Linked DNA regions of Zea mays: regions 1 and 2 are each linked to region 3. The links are chromatin contacts, called in public Hi-C maps. All regions are on one chromosome and are shown on one strand. Each heading gives the region's core, a stretch centred on a gene start, on an enhancer-like site or on the middle of the called end of the contact. The rest is flanking DNA. Distances are from core to core; before and after follow the strand shown.

Region 1 (2,700 bases), core at 44-2,543, 250 kb after region 3:
ATGACGTTTTTCCATGATACATGACGAACTAAGATGAGTGTTGTAGTGATCAGCAGTTTGGCAAACAGTTTAGAGCATCTATAAGAGTATCTTAAACCAGTGCCCTATATTAAAATATAGGGCTCAACTCATGAAAACAGTTCCAATAGTATCCTATTTTACAAAAAAAAAATTAAAAATTATAAAGCACACCATGAAATGACCTAAATATACTATACCTCATACTAGTGTCCTATCCTTTTTCTACATTATTATCAATATTTTCTTTCATAATAATGTACTTTACTTCCTAAAATACATGATTTAGGACTTTACGGTTGGAGCATAATTTGTTTTTAGTGACCTAAACATTTTAAATGATGTAGTATTTTATCTTTTGGAGCACTATTTTAACTCATATTGTTGGAGATGCTCTTATTATGAGCCCACGAAAGACTGCATGGGACGAAATACTGCCTGATGAACGTGTTATGAACTATTGTGATGTATGGTCATAGAGAAATTGTATATTGAGTGTGCCCTCTACAAGTATTTCCGTCACCCCTGATGGTAACATAGAAGCCCAAGACAGTCATGAATTATCACGCCTAAAGGTGTTTTCACAGCTGGCTCTGAATGTGTTTCTTTCTTAATAAGAGCGGTTTAGTGTTCTATAAACCTTTGGTTATTAGTTCACAGATGATAACATTATTGTGATACGTACTTTCGTTGTTTTTGCAGGATTTACATGCTACTGAATCTGAATGTGAATGTGTTTCAGATCTATTGGATGTGGTTGCCTCGAGTCCCTTACTCCCTTCCGCGTCTACTCCATGGTTCGGTTGTTACTATGTTTGTGTTCATGCCTATCCATCACCTCAATATATATGGCTGATGATACTGATATGTGATTAATGATTTGACCACTCATTTCACATCTGTTTATTCTTAATTAACATAAATATAGCTAGATGCACATCGATCATCTTACTGCATGCTTAGCTTCCTACTTCCGTTTCCATATCTCAATGTGCTGACATCAGTGCTAAATATAATATTTCTAAAAGATGGAACACAAGAGCCACTAATACTTCCGCTGCTTTTGTGAACCAAACTTTGACTTGGATGGCAGTGTGAATGGATGACCATTTGCTGCTGTAGTACATCCTGGTCCTGGAAATGAATGAAGCATCTATTTTCCACCCGGCTCTACACGTTTAGATGAAATTTAACTTGGGCCTTTGGGCCTACATGTGAACCCGAAATTATGAATTCCTTCCTGGGCCTGGCCAGTACTCTTTAGGAAGCACGATGGTAGCAAGATGGCATGTATTTTTACAGTGTATCCGTGGTCCACTGGGTTGGTTTGTATAGCGCGGTCTATCGAGGTGAGTACAATGGGGTGGTAAGACTCTAAAGGGACGTAGCTGCTCTTTCAGACGTTGTCGTAGACTTTTTCTTCCTTGTTGCAGAGCTTGTACGTTCCTGGCTTCAGCACTTTGGCAATGATGAAAGGTCCTTCCCAAAGGGAAGTGGGCTTGTGGTGTCCTCGGTTGTCTTGTCGTAGCAGAAGCATCAAGTCGCCTTCCTAGAACCCCGGGGTCGGACTCGCCGTTCGTGGTAGCGCCGAAGGGATTGCTGATATTTTGCTGAGTGAAGGAGAGCTACGTCCCGAGCTTCATCCAGCTGGTCTAGAGAGTCTTCACGGCTGACTTGATTGTTGCATTTGTTGTACGCCTATAGCCTCAGGGAACCATACTCGAGGTATGTGGGTAGGATAGTGTTGGGGACTCATTCTCAAATGCTATGAATTAAGAACAAGGCAACATAAAATGTTAAATGTTAACATCCTTCGTCCGCTGAAGCATTATTCCCTTAAGGACTTAATGAGCTTCGGACGAAGGTTAAGGGCGATACAATTACGAAGGTTGAATCTTCATAATTGAACTCTAATAGATTATATGAAATAATGAAAGATATAAAGCATCAAAGACAAATAAATTACAACATCACTTTTATATTATATCAACTTAATGTATTCAAATATTAAATACATTTATACCTCTGCCTTGGCAAAGAATAATTCCCGAGTGATGCGATTGCAATTACAGGGATGCGTGAACAGTAAAGGAATAATGTTCACTATTTATAGGCACAAGACACAGCCTGTGAGGAATTACAATCATGCCCCTCATAAAAGTTTACAACAACGACTCAAACACTTATGGACTAAAAGGTCATTCTACTTTTAAGTCGATTTGTAATTCCGAAGCTTCATGAAAAGCAACCTTCGGTCATCACGTGCAGACAGCTTCAGCCGAAGCTGTTTCTTCCTGCAGGACCTTCGGCGACGAAGCATGGTCCCAACAGTAGCCCCTTCGCGGTGCTAGATCATTTTTCGTAACGAGCTTGATCCGTGAAAAAAGTCTCTTAGGCTTCAGGAAGCCGAAGGTCCGAAAAACACCTTCCCTGAGCTCGTTGTCGAGAAACGATTCAGTTTCCGAACGCGTAGCGGTCCCACCCTGCAGGGTTACTATTTGGCCTCTGTGGTCCACCGCGCAGCGGGTGTAAGCAACTGTTTGCCTGGTGTAAAAATCCTGACGATTCACCTTCTTACCTGCAGCAATATATAAACAGACGGGTAGGTGTGAAGTTACCACAACATTCATTGCTATTGCACTGTTTTGCTGCCAAAAATTTTAACCATAGCCGAAGCTTGAC
Region 2 (2,700 bases), core at 133-2,632, 150 kb after region 3:
TCTATCTCATATTACAGTTTCCACAACGACAATCTGCACAACCTACCGGACATAATTTTTATTATTATTACTTGCAAATTCGCTGCAAACGACAACACACACGAGACAACACGCGTACAGGACGGACATTCACGAACTCAAATCCAACGCAACTCGACCAACCGGCCCGCCGACCGGTATAAATCACGCGGCGACGGCGAGCAGCGCGGCGAAACGGTTGGCCAGGCTGCGGACGGTGCTGGGGGACACCGCGGAGTCGCCGCCGAGGTACCAGGTCTGGATCATCCCGGCGACGTTCCCGTTCTCCACCGCGATCCTGGCGTCGCCCTTGCCCTCCGTCGCGAAGGTGATCTCCGCCGCGGGTCCCGGGGAGGCGGAGGCCGGTGCCGGGAAGTGGAAGGTGACGACGGAGCCCGGCTTGAAGTACTTGGACTGGAAGAAGTCGGCGACCTTCTCGAGCGCCTCCTCTTCGTCGTCCTCGTAGAGGTCGGCGGCGGCGAGGCGGTCGCGGACGGAGCTCTCAAGCTGCACGCCGTACTGCGAGCCCTTGATCTCCTTGATGACCACGACGCGGAACAGCTTCTCGACGGGGGCCGCGACCAGCGCGGCCCAGAAGGCGGCGTCCGCTAGGAGCTCCTCCGCCGTCTTGCCCTTCCAGGCCCCGAGGTGGCCCAGCAGCGTGGGCGTGGTGCTGTCGCCGCCGCCGGCGTTGTGGAGGTAGACTCCGATGGCGTTGTACTTGATCTGCAGGAAGTGGATCTCGATGTCCGTGATACCTGCGTGCGATCGACGGCGTGGCAGCCGCGGTACAGACGTACAGTACAAGTGAGACGTACAGGTACAGTGAGTAGCAGCAAACGAACCAAGGGAATTATTGAATGCACGGCTGAAACGATGAAGACGAACGGGCGGACGTACCTGTGCCTAGGAGGGAGAGAGGGTTGCCGACGGTGATCTCCGCCGGGAACGGGATGCCTTCCACGTTGACCGTCTCCGTCTCCGAGCCCACTGCGCAACGACGTTGCTCTTCGTCACAGTCGTCCATACGGTGAAATAAACCATGCATGCAGAACTGAGATGATGTATCGGAAGTCGACGGCGGTGTACTTACTTTTCACCTGGTGTGTTGGACGCACGTACGTACGGCAAGGGACGTGAGTGGGGAACTGAGAGGTAAGCAGCAGGCAAGCAAGCAAGGAAGAAGACACTTGAGCTTGCGGTGACGCGCGCTGTGCTGCTCCGATCCGATCGATGCTGCTGCCTGCTGTGCCTGCTAGTAGGTGAGGAGGAGGAAGCTAAATTAAGAGCGCGCGGATGGATGGATGGTAGTGCCGGGCGTGTGCTTTGTTGTTGCAGGTGGTGGTGAGGTTAGGTAGGAGGAGAGGCAGGGAAGCGAGCAAGGAAGCTGTGGGCTGTGGCTGGGATATCAACTGACAACGAACGAACTCTCTAGCCTCTAGGTCATCTTGGGGGTGGGGGGGGGGGGGGGGGGGGGGGGGGGGGGTTAGGTGTATGCTGCGGCCAGCCAACAACCAATTCAAAGTCGTCAAGCTACCACTCAAAAAGCTCCGCCCTCCCAGTTTAAAAAAATAATTATTTTAGGTCTGGTCAAAATTAAACTATCCAAGTTTGTTATCAACATTAGGTTATATTACAAACATAAGTTTATATCTATACCATTATATAATTCATCATTTTAAACTTTGCAAAACTCACCCTAACTAAATCACTCCACACTAGAGATGGCCAAACGGGCCGCCTGGCCCATTTTGGGCCCGGCCCGTCAGACACGGTTAGAAAACCGGCCCAGACCGTCTAAGCCCACGGGCTCATTTTCCTGTCCGAGCCCGACCCGCAGCGGGTCTAAATGGACCGGGCCGGCCCGTTTAGCACGAAAAAAGCGGGCCGAAAAACGGGCTAAGCGGGCCGGTAAACACGATTTAGTGCAAAAAAGCGGGCTTAACGGGCTTAGAGGTAAACGGCCATGCCGGGCTAGCCCATCATGCCTAGTTTCCTGTCTGAGACTGACCCGCTTATTCGTGCCGGGCCGGGCCGGACCCGCATAGAACCGGACCGTGCCAGGCTCGGATCAGGCCCAAACAGCTAGGGATGAAAGCGGTAACCGAAACTGTTAGAACAAATTTAATATTTTAAAATAGATATGCATAAAATTTAATGTTGATTTTTTCTTATGTTATCAAGCACATTAGTACAAATATGAATAAAATATTACACAAATTGTTTTATGTATTATTTGCTCCCTACAACACGAAACGTTGAAAAAATTACCGAATTTGTTTCCGAATCCATACCGAAGTTTATATCTATTATTTGAGAAAATATAAGATGAATTTGAGGTTTAACTTTTATGAATCTTTACAAGCTGGATGTTAAAAACAAGAATGCAAATTTGTATTGTAGATTCTATATCTTATTTATTCACAATCAAAGAAAAACGACTAAAAAACTGATTACCGAATAAATACCGTTTCCGACCGTTTTCATCCCTACAAACAGCGGGCTTTGTGCCAGGCTCGCAGGTCTCGTGCTTATTGGCCATCTATACTCTACATCAGAGATTATATTCTCGTTCGTTATTTCTAAAAACCGTTTTATTGACCAAAATTTAACTTTTATATTTTGAAATTTGAAACCAGAATATACAAGAAACCGTACGTACGGTTGGCAGCGAGAACAAAT
Region 3 (2,700 bases), core at 114-2,613:
CATTTTCTTCCCGTACTCCAGGCGTCAGATTCACCTTGTCCCTGCGATCAGCCTTACACCCTCATTTGGCAAAAAAGAAAAAAAAAGAAAGAAAACAAAAGGGACAGCAAGAGAAGCAGAAGGAATAAAGATGCAGGGTTATGACATGTAGATAGTACTGTTACTAGGAAAAGGTCCCCCTTCAGACATGTTGGAGGGCTAGTTGGTTGTGTTGTTGTTGAGAATAGCGTTTTTAGTAGCCTTTGTTGGCGTTTATATAACGAGTAAGGGGTCTGGCAGGATCTCGCAACAAATAAATTATCTCGCAAGTCTGTGCGCGTCCTGATCGATCCGCGTGGACGCAAAAGGCGAAAAGCGCGTAAAACTCGCGCGCGTTCACGCCCACGCACTGTCGACCCGCTGTCCGCTACGGCGCCTTGCATGCGTATGCGTGTCTCCCAGCCATGCAGGCGTCAAACTGGTTGACCGAATGCCGTCCTCCCCTGCTTGCTCGATCCAAGAACAAGAACATGCATCTCGGTCTGCAATAATATATATTCTCACCTTTTTATAGATCCAAGAACTAAAAAGACACTGTGGCGTACGTTGCCTAACAATGAAGACGCGATCGCGAAACACTTGGAACTGAATTGTATCATGTATCGATCGGTATCTACATTTACATCCTGTAGACTGTACTATATATGTACTCAAGCCAAAAAAAAGAAAAAAGAAAAGAAGAAATAAATGAAGAAGAAGTTTGAATGGAAGACGAGGAGAACTAGTATCAGCGTGTCGTTTTTCCGTCGTTGGAGAGTGAGCACGCACGGTCGATGTCGATCGAGATGAAATGAAATCAGTTGGTGCGTTTGCTGGGGGCGGAGGGCGGCGCCTTGCCCCGGGGCTTCTTGTTGAGCAGCCACTGGTGGCGGCCGCCGGCGAGCCGATGATGCCGCCGGCCCTCGTCGTCGTCCTCTCTGGGCACGGTCGCCGACGGTGCCGCGAAGACGACCGTCGCTGTGGTCTCGGCGTCGGCGGGTACAGGCAGCAGTATGACGTCGGTGGCGTCGGTCTTGTCGACAAGAAGCACAGGCCTGCAGCTGGATGGCTGCGTGAAGACGGCGGCGAGGAGGACGAGGAGGAGGAGGAACAAGCTGCTGAAGCGGGGCGGCCGGAGCCGCGTCTGCTGCTGTCTTCCTGTGCTGCCCATTGACGCGAATGCGCGGGCCGCCGGGCAGGCGTTGGAGTCGTCGTCACTCGTCAGGTGGAGTAGCTAGCTGGACGCGGACGGTGCGTGTGTGGATTTGGATGGTGGAGAGAGAGAGAGAGAGAGAGAGAGAGAGAGAGAGAGAGAGAGAGAGAGAGAGAGAGAGAGAGAGAGAGAGACGCGGGAAGGTGTGAGGGAGAAGGTAAGGCAGGAGAAAAGATAGATATATATAATATATATAGGCGGCGACCGGCGGTGGCTTGGAGACGACGGAGTCCATCGGAACGAAAGGAAACCGCGTGTGAGTGACTGAACGCCGCACTGTGTCGTCTTTGTCCTTGTCTTGCCTGTTTACATTATATATAAGTCTTGTGCCTGACCAGTTTGTATTAAAAAATAACTGAATTGTAGCCTTTGTCATAGATATTAATTGGAACTTGGAAGTATTAAATATAATCTAATTAAAAAAAACAAATTATACCTAATTAGTCCATGTTTCGCCTATAAACTCGTTAAGCCCGCTTTTTTACACTAAAATGTGTTTACCGGCCCGCTTAGCCCGTTTTTCGACTGCTTTTTGGCCGGCCCGTTTAGGTCCGCTGCGGGCTGAACTTGGACAATAAATCGAGCTCGCGTGCTTACACGTCACTGACTGGTTTTCTAACCGTGCCTAGCGGGCTGGGCCCAAAACGTTGAGAGAGAGTGTGAGAAGCGGAAAAGGAAGGAGGAAGACGTGCACCTGCCAGCGAGGCAGCGAGCAAAGAAATCAAACACGCTGCTGCAGTTTCGGAGAGTTTGATGACTGGCTGTCGTACGTCTTCTGACGATCTTCCGTGCATTCTACTCGGAGAGCTAGCAAGCAAGCCCATATCCGACCCGTACACTCCTTCCACCTACATCAGCCTCCCCCGTCGAAGCTCCGTCATCCCTCTCCCTCCTCCTCGCCGCGCGCTCTCCCCGTCCCTCTTCTGCCCCGTGATCTCCGCCTTCTCCTCTTCAACCGCGTTTAAACTGCCACTCACGCGATGATTGTTGGGCTGTCAGTCCATGGCCACTCACGTGATGCCGCCCTTAAGCTGCGGCTGTCCACGATGGTGTGGCTAGCGACAGTCCACCCCCGGCCGTGCCATACTTCTTCGCACCGCGCTGTGGACGCAGTTAGCAGCCATGAATTTTTTGTGTGGTATACGTCAAGGAAGCATTGGCTCGCAAACAATGTTCTGGGATTGGCCTTTTGTATTCAGGTTTGTTTGATCAATTTCGCTTTGCTTGGTTATATTCACCTTCTGTTTTCAACTGCAGATGCTGAACGACCATTCTCATGCCTGGCCTTGGTGACATTGTAATACTTGGTTTGTAATAAAAATTCCTTTCTTTGTTCTATGTTATATTCTGATTTGCAGTGATGCAGATTTTCCCCTTTATTGAACGGTAATATCAGCCTCTCAAGCGCCAACTTTGTTGTACATGATTAGATTATCTGTACCAAACTGCTACATATTGGAACATTCTTA

Evidence for each region. A called contact is a pair of places that touch in the nucleus more often than the background predicts.
Region 1: a contact with region 3 is called in a Hi-C map of leaf, with 2.4 times the contacts expected there. The contact joins the enhancer-like site here to the promoter of LOC103651678 in region 3. A contact is called at or near these places in 2 of 25 Hi-C or Micro-C datasets (ear and leaf).
Region 2: a Hi-C map of leaf shows a contact between it and region 3, with 2.9 times the contacts expected there. The contact joins the promoter of LOC100284018 here to the promoter of LOC103651678 in region 3. A contact is called at or near these places in 5 of 25 Hi-C or Micro-C datasets (bundle sheath, leaf, tassel and 1 more).

Annotation. Positions count from the first base shown.
Region 1 is chr3:236,569,809-236,572,508 of Zm-B73-REFERENCE-NAM-5.0, reverse strand. No RefSeq gene overlaps it. Among protein-coding and RNA genes, the nearest start is that of LOC103651699, 49 kb to the right of the region's middle. Within about 2 kb of position 1,293, at least 11 of the 20 cell types and tissues checked have an H3K27ac peak or open chromatin away from gene starts, as enhancers often do. A contact at or near this core is called in ear and leaf, where this site is marked.
Region 2 is chr3:236,670,019-236,672,718 of Zm-B73-REFERENCE-NAM-5.0, reverse strand. LOC100284018 (chalcone--flavonone isomerase) reads right to left here and starts at 1,382. Exons shown (of 3, transcript NM_001157980.1): 1 at 1,112-1,382; 2 at 919-1,008; 3 at 1-776. The coding sequence starts at 1,112. The coding sequence ends at 184.
Region 3 is chr3:236,820,685-236,823,384 of Zm-B73-REFERENCE-NAM-5.0, reverse strand. It overlaps LOC103651678, which reads right to left and starts at 1,363. Exons shown (of 1, transcript XM_008677387.4): 1 at 521-1,363. The coding sequence starts at 1,189. The coding sequence ends at 836. It overlaps LOC103651679 (PAP/OAS1 substrate-binding domain superfamily), which reads left to right. Exons shown (of 9, transcript XM_008677388.4): 9 at 1-300.